2 separate regions of the Mus musculus genome follow, and region 1 is linked to region 2. A link is a contact called in public Hi-C data. All regions are on one chromosome and are shown on one strand. The core of a region is the stretch at or near the end of the contact, and the rest is flanking DNA. Distances in the headings are between cores, read along the strand shown. Region 1 has its middle 37 kb from the start of 3930402G23Rik. Region 2 overlaps Gm39130 (a long non-coding RNA gene).

Region 1 (4,006 bases), core at 966-3,465, 110 kb before region 2:
TTTTTTTTTTTTTTTTTAGCAGACTCTCTTATGCTCCATTCTCCTGGATTTTTCTGGTTTAGCACAGGCTGTGGAGCCAAGGTTTTTTTTTTTTTTTTTTTTTTTTTGTTGTTGTTGTTGTTGTTGTTGTTCACCAGAAGTGAGGTGATGTGGGCATATAGGAAGTGACCCTTGTGACTGTTTCATGAGTCTACCCCAGGCCCACAGTATATGTCCTCAGTGCTCGGAGGAATCCTTGGTTTTCTGTTTCTGGGATAGAAGACAGAGACAAAGCAAACTGGGAGAGAAAAGTTCACAGCTCACATTTTATCAGCTCACAGTACAGCCTGCCATAGTGAGGAAATCAAGACAGGAGCTTGAAGCAGCTGGGCACACGGTAGCCACAATCAAGACATGGAGTGAGCCCAGGCTGCCCTCCACTCAGCTCCTGTTTTATTCTGAAGAGGTCAGTTCAGGAACTTTAGAAAATTCCTCTGGACCCCTCCCCTCCTGGAAGTGAAAGGTCATAAAGAACATAGGCACCCCTCCCTCTGCAAGGGAGGGACTAGTTACCTTACTCAGACCACAGGGAGGAGGGACTGACCACTGGCCACCTGTGGGTAGGGGTAGACACATTCCATGACTGTTGGCCACCCACTTCATTCCCTATAGACCAATCAGTTTAAAAGTCACACTGTTCTGCCAATCACATTGTGCCTAATGGCTGCTGCCTGGAGAACTGTATAAAGGCTGGCCAGACAGGCTGTGCATGGTCATTCTCTCTCTCCATGTGCAGGGTGACCCCAACATGTTGGAACAATAAATTCCTCTTGCTTTTAGCATCCATTCCAGGTTCTGAGTCGTTCACTCAGTGAGTCCCCAGTAAGCTAAGGCTCACCAGAGACTTACAATATAACCCAGATCCCCTGCCCAGGGAACGGTCCTGCCCACGGTGAAGATGGGTTCTCCCACATCAGTGGGCATGGGCGAAGGGAATCTCCCACAGGTATGCTCAGAGGCCCATCCTTGGATGATGATAGATTTTGCCAAGCTGATAGTTAACAGTCGCTATCATACACAGCCACTCAGCAGGCTAGCTAAAGCCTTAAGTTCAGCGAAGAGCCATCACAACCTACAGTCTACACAGGCAGTGAAACTGGCGTGACTCACTGCTTGCTTTGACCTGCACCCGTGATCTGAGCAGGCAGTGGAGGTTCACTGTCAGAGGGAAGATGTGGAGAAAATGAACCAGGTAGTGGCCTCAGCTACCCAATTCCCTTTCTTCTGTAACAAGGTTCCCTCGGTGTGGTTCCTATGTACATCTTTTCTTTTGGGAGGGAGGGAGGGAGGGAGGGAGGGGGTGTCATTTTCAAAATGAAGTCTGAGTAGGAGCTCAGTGCCTTGCACATTCAAGGTAGGCGCTCTGCCAGTGTGCCAGACACCCCAGTCCCCTTTCACTCACTTTTCAACAGAGGAATGTATCTGTCTGTCTGTCTGTATGTATGTCAGTTTGTCTTTTTCTTTCCTTTTTTTCTCTCCTCCTCCCTCCTTCCCTCCCTCTTCTCCTCCCTCCTTCCCTCTCTTCTCCCCTCCCTCCTCCCCTTCTCCTTCTTCCATCCCCCTCCCCTCCCTTTCGCCTCCACTCCACCCCTCTTCCTCCCCCTCCCTCTCTGCCTTCTCCCTCCCTTCTCCCTCCCTCCTTCCCCATCCTACTTCCCCTCCCTCCCCCTCCTCCCTCCCCCTTTCCTTTCTTCATTGTTGGGATTCTGTGCACACACTCCTAATCTTTCCTCCCACTCTTATCTCACAGTATTACTAAGTCACCTTCCTTAGCTGGGTCTTAATATATCACCACAGTGACTCCTACAGTAAAAGGAACAATCCCTTTGAACCCTAAGACAGGTGAATGACCTTTTGAAATACACACACACACACACACACACACACACAGTGGTGCAATGCAGCCAGGTACACCAAGTGATTGACAGCTGAATAAAAAGTGCTTTTCTCAATTGAGGTCCACCTGCCAGAGCAAGGCTGGCAGCGGGAAAATTCTTGCACATTCCCCTGAGTGTCTGTCATCGCTAATATTGAGGCTGTGTGTATGGGTGAGTAGTCACTGCTGTGATATTTAAAGAGCCTTGTTCTTTTATTTTTTTTTCCTTCCTGGAATAGAGAACCAAGAGAACAGAGTTTTACAGACTGAAAACGAGAAACAAACAGAACAGCGCCTCATTCTTCAGAGTAAACAGAGCAAAGGCCAGCGGTGGCAGATGCAGCCAAGAGCTGGCTCTGTGCAGACAAAGAGCAGATTATGAAAACAAAACTCTATCCGCTGAAATCATTGCCTTTAATTACCGACCCAGGAGCTTCGTTTAATGCTTCCCTTTTACACAGACGTTTGGAGCAAATGATGCTCAGAAGCAGGAGTCAGAAAACAAGATTGTTCCATGGACTGAGTAGGGGGAAGCTGGAGGTGACACAGATGTGTCCCCCCTTCTCTTGGTCTGCTTGGATGACTCTTCCTTTAAAGTCCTGCAGAGACCCCTCCTCTACATCAATATTTGCTCATTTCTTCCGTAGATTTAAAAATCTACACGGTCATCTTATTGCCACCAATGCACAGGACACCGACTTCAGCTCCTTCTCTTATACTGATACTGGGGACACGAAGTGGGTTCTGCCCAGGTCTCAAGTTTGGAAGATCAAATAGCAACAGTACACATTGCCTCTGTGGCCGTTGTGGCCTCTGTTCTGCTTTTTAGCCACAGTTCCGGACACACCACAGCTCAGAAAACTCCCCTTGGGGTGGGGTGCTCCGTCTGTCTCCTCTCCTCCCACAGCCTGAGCGAGCATACTGTGTGAATGACTAAGTTGTGAATGACTGATGGACCGATGTAGAAATGGGCCCAAATGGCTGCACTTGGGTTTTAAAAGAGATAGCAAAATTCTGTCCTCTAGCCGACCAGCAGAGAGAGAACAGGTCATCTGTGAGATGGTGCCAAAGAAACACTTGCAGCCCTGTGCCAGCACTAGCCTTCCCCTGGCTCACTGATGCCTGAGAACTGAGAGATCCTTCCTGGACTGTTGGACTATGCGAGGCTAACTCTGAGGAGGGGACTTTGTGTCTAACAAGCTGTGAGGTACTATTAAAGATGGAGTAAGATCCCCAGGGCCGCTGCTTGTCTTTTCCTGGGATCACTGGCCCTTCGAAACCCTGGGACACGTCTCCTTTCATGGGTTTGTAAACAGAATCCAGCACAGATTTCAGGTGTTGAGCTACCATAGATGGTACCAAATTCCTTGAACTCTAAAGATACATTCTTGCTTTGGACTCCACCCCAAGTTTTTGTAAATGTGATACAACGCACTGGGTGGTTTCTAAGAAGAGGTAATGTCCCTCTCTGTAGGTAAAAGTTAATGGAGAGTTGCTAAGTTACATTTGATGCTGTGTTTGAAATACTAGTTACCGTTTCTAAGAATAAGACTAACCTTGGATGCAGTCTTTGGCAGTGGCGGTTAACACTGTGATTGGATCTCCACCGCAGTGGTCATGGTTCTCTGTCTCCCCTCCCCTCCCCTCCCCTCCCCTCCCCTCCCCTCTCCCTCCCCTCCCCTCCCCTCCCCTCTCCTCTCTCTTCTCTCTTTTCTCTCTCATCCTCACTGAGATTTTCTCTCCCTTCTCTCCTCTCAATGCCTTCTCCACCTCCCCTCTGCCTCCCCCCACCATTCACCCCTAATGACTACAGACAATGACTACTAATGTGTGTGGTTATATGTATGTGACATGACTTGTGGTACTTTGTGAGTGTGTACACTGCACACCCATGCACGCCCACTGACATCTCATTTCTTTAGACACGTGTTTCTTTTCATCTCAATAAAATATTTGTCTTAAAAAACTGCATACTTGACATGGTTAGGGGGCTGATTCCAGAGATTTCTCGCTGGGAAGACAGACAATTAAGCATCTCTCCGGCCCACAGCGCTGTTTGCTGCCTTCTGCCTTCTCAAGGCCGACTCCTTA
Region 2 (3,976 bases), core at 1,254-3,753:
GTAATGAATGGCGACTCCGGAGGCCAAGCACCAAGACGTTCTATCCTGTACCAGCAGTTACCCTGGCCAGGAAGAGGCCGTGTGCTACCTCAGGACATGCCCTTATAAAAGAGTCACCTTGCCAAGCTGCCAACTGGTTCTCTTTACCCTAGAGGATCAAGGGAAAGAACAAAGGGAGGAGGCAGGTGTGATCTGATCCATTCACAGCCACAGGAGTATACAGACAGGCAGGGACTTTTTTCCTGGAGAAGGGACAACAGATGGTGTCAGAGAAGAACATTAGTATTATGCCATACCTACAGATTCCAGAGAGCCCAGGTAGGGCTGTGGGTCTGTGAAACACTAGTATCTAGTAGCTAGCTCTCTCAGGAATGTGGGGCAGGGGGATTCCGGCCTTGTAGAAGCCGCATGGCAGGAAAACAGGTCTCCACTGGGTTCAGGTGTCTCTAAGACTCAGAGAAAGGTCTCTAAGACCCAGAGAAAGGTTCATTTAACTTCCAATGCTCCCCCCCCCCCCACACACACACGGAAACCTCGAATGAAGGGACAGCAATTTGGAAGCAAGTCAAATGAAATACAGAGCGGAAACCCACTCACGTCTCTGCATGCTTAATGATCATTGACTTTTAAAATGGGTTTTGAAATAAAAAGCCTTCTGGAAGAAATGCAGATTTGAAGGGATTACTAGAAAGCACGGATCGAGTACCCTGCTGTCTGCATTAATTCCTCCATAGGTGGGAACTCTGCCGGCCTCCTGATTTCCTATGTTCGCGTATCTGCAGTCCAATTATTAGACGGCAAAAAGCCATAGAGGCCCCTGGATGGGCCTAGGAGCAGATTTTTCATAAACAGACCTGTTGGTTCACCCTTAGCTCATGAAGCCGCTGCTTAAGGAGACTGTGAGAAATACAGTCAGACAAGACAGGGCACTGGCAGCTTCCTGCTTCACATAACATGTTCATCCAAGCACACCCAACTGATGTGGGACACTTTCTGTTCTTTCTCTGACTTCACATCTTTACCAGATGGAGTGGATTAGACTCCCTGTTTCCTCAAAGCACAACTGGGCCAATGCTGGCTGGCTAGCAAGCTCTTGGAATTCACCTGTTTTCATCCCCACCTAATCCTGGGGTTGTAGGCACAGGCAGCCATGCCTGGAGTTTTACATGAGTGCTGGAGACTTGAACTCAGACTTTGCTTGCAAAACCAAAGATCTTATCCACGGAGCCACCTATCAGACTCCTATATATGGAGTCTCTGAGAGCTAGCCTGGTATGCTGGTGCACTCTGCAATTCTAGGACTGACAGGTTGGGGCAGGAGAATCTTGAGTTGGAGGCCAGTGAGACACTGTCTCAAAAAAACAAGGGCTGGGCCTGTGACTCAGTGGTAGAATATTTGCTTTGAAGTGTGCATCCAAGCCGATAGATTCTGCTGCTTCTGCCTTTCCCCCTCGTCTCCTCTTCTCTTGCCTTCTTCTCTTTTGACTCCTCTATGTGTATGTGTTTATTTTAGGATAGGCTTATTTTTTTCCCCAGTGAAGATCTTTGGCAGAAAATTGCATATAGTATTATATATAATTTCACCTAATACATAATTATATATAATTCTGTTAGCGACGTTACATAAGGAAGCAGAGTCTTGTTCGTCACTTCTTAGTGGGTAACATTGTGGAGATGCTACAACAGTTTCAGACTGAGATAAATTTGGCTCAATATTTGATCTTATTTTATTTACTTTTCTTAAATTTACTTATGTAGAGAACACAGGACAGATCAAGAAAAAAAGAATTGTGGAGGGGGGGGAGAGAAGGTGGAGGAGGAGGGGGGGGCTGAGAAAACTCAAGTTGAGAACAGAGAACAAGAGAACAATGTCAGGGAGATGAGAAGGGGCCAGAGAAGAACAGGGAACAGAGACCTGGTGATCACATGTGGCACAGGACCAGTGTGTGACGTATGCTCAGAGTTCAACAGAAAAAGAGAATGCTAGCTGGGCGGTGGTGGCGCACGTCTTTAATCCCAGCACTTGGGAGGCAGAGGCAAGTGGATTTCTGAGTTTGAGACCAGCCTGGTCTACAGAATGAGTTCAGGACAGCCAGGGCTACACAGAGAAACCCTGCCTCGAAAAACAAAAAACAAAAAGTGTGCTTTACAAGAGCTGGGGACCACTGACCCTACTAAGCAGGGTCTTGTTAGGAACTGGTAGCAAGGTATTAGAAACCCACTTCCAGTTCCTTCTACTTGGCAGTCTGACCTCTGCTCTCCAGAACCCGCCAGGACAGGATTGGGGGAAGGGAGAGTGTAAGACAGAGGGCTGCTGGTTTTATCCTGCAGTTTCAGCTGGGTCATTGGGTTGTTGCATCGGGGGTGGGGGTGGGGGGGACAGAGCTCAAAGCCTTAGTCACAGAATTTTGTTTTTCAGTTTTCTTTCTGTTGCTCAACGTGGCCAAAGCTCAGGTTCCAACCCTGGGGTAGATTGTAAGGTCACAGGGCAGAGCTGCAGTCCCTCCTCACTGAGTCAGCACAGCCAAGGCCACAGGAGTTGAGAGACACCATCAGGCAGGAACACACAGGTACACGTGTCACCTGCCAGTAGTCGGCCCTTTTCTCTTCTCTCGATCAGGTTAAAATTAGCCTTAGGCTTTCCTGACTTGGTATTGTTCAGAGTAAAGCAGAGAGGGATGGCAGACTGGGCCTCTTCTGTGCCCCTTGTTTTTGTCCCCTTGGAAGTGCAGGAAGCTGTTGTCTTATGCAGAGAGGCAGGAGCTATGGAGAACTAGAGAGGGACACCTCCATGGGCCCCATCGCCCAAGAGGCAGGAAGAGCAAGCAGCCACTTCTCCGGGACGTGAGGCTGTGTTATCTTTCTCTTTACCCTACAGTGTCTCCGGTCACTTCTTGGTGTGGGGCAACACCCCTGGGGAAAATGGTCACAGACGGTGGTGTCAGTGCCCACTTCTCACTGTTGTGTGGGTCTTGAGCCAACAGAAATGTCATTTGAGGGTCTCAAGGCAGGGCCGGATACAGCCAGCGTGCTGGGTGTGAGATTCTCAGAAATCTGTTCTCTTGAATAAACAAGTCGGTGTTGAGAACAAAGTCTGAAAGGAAATCATAAACTCGTTAGGTTTGTGTTAGGGCAGGGAGTCTCTGATCAGTGCTCCTCACAGTCCCTGGAGACACAGATGTTTACTGACAGCAAGGAGCCGGCTAGCTGTCTGGTCACTCCAATCCTCCTTGTTCTTGACTTTGTAGTAGTTCAAAGGCTGAGGTAGCAAAAGAATTCAACTCATCAAAACCTTTGCCCACTGTTTGAAGCTTCAGAGTACATAGCTTTCCCCAGTTCTCAAATGAAGAAAGGAAACAGAAAATCCACTGTTAGTGTAACAGACCCCCAAGTGAATTTTTAGTTTTTCTAAGTGAGAGTCAAGACAAACAACATACTCAAAATTTATATCGGTGGGAGGAATTTTCTGAACTGCCTTGCTTGCTTGCTGAAAAATGTAACTCAATCGGATCAGAAAGTGGAACATGCAGGCACACAAGCACACACACACACACACACACACACACACACACACACACACACACACACACACACACTCTCTTACTGCTTCGCTTTTAGATGCCTTACATCTCTGTTAACATTTTCTGGTTTCCTCACCTTCTCCAGCTGGGACAGGATATGTTATGCTGCTCCACATTGAGGAACTCCAAGGTTCTGCAAAGGCAGATGAGACCCAAGTCTTAGTGATCCATGGGGGACAGTACCCTGTATTGGGCACTGCTGCAATTCCAGGGCACATCACCCTTGGGCATGCATTTTCAGTGTGGCAAAAAAGACAGACATCATTTATAGGGCAACGGTCTGGCCAGCTACAGGCTGCCAAGAATCCAGCACCTTTCCCAGAAATAATACCATTCCGAAGAGGGAAGATAAGAATCCCCTCCCAGCGGAGTTAAGGAGAGATAACTGTGAGTGT

What was found. A called contact is a pair of places that touch in the nucleus more often than the background predicts.
Region 1: a contact with region 2 is called in a Hi-C map of liver, with 2.8 times the contacts expected there. The contact joins two enhancer-like sites. A contact is called at or near these places in 4 of 484 Hi-C or Micro-C datasets (embryonic stem cells, liver and nephron progenitors) and 5 of 115 datasets of contacts at active chromatin or transcription factors (double positive thymocytes, embryonic stem cells, extraembryonic endoderm stem cells and 2 more).

What each region holds. Positions count from the first base shown.
Region 1 is chr8:10,963,705-10,967,710 of GRCm38.p6, reverse strand. No RefSeq gene overlaps it. Among named protein-coding and RNA genes, the nearest start is that of 3930402G23Rik, 37 kb to the right of the region's middle. Within about 2 kb of position 2,215, at least 111 of the 459 cell types and tissues checked have an H3K27ac peak or open chromatin away from gene starts, as enhancers often do. A contact at or near this core is called in liver, where this site is marked.
Region 2 is chr8:10,853,263-10,857,238 of GRCm38.p6, reverse strand. It overlaps Gm39130 (a long non-coding RNA gene), which reads right to left. Exons shown (of 3, transcript XR_870135.2): 2 at 3,658-3,714; 3 at 2,092-3,094. It overlaps Gm32540 (a long non-coding RNA gene), which reads left to right. Exons shown (of 3, transcript XR_870139.3): 3 at 1-1,519. Among named protein-coding and RNA genes, the nearest start is that of Gm39130, 5.0 kb to the right of the region's middle. Within about 2 kb of position 2,503, at least 36 of the 459 cell types and tissues checked have an H3K27ac peak or open chromatin away from gene starts, as enhancers often do. A contact at or near this core is called in liver, where this site is marked.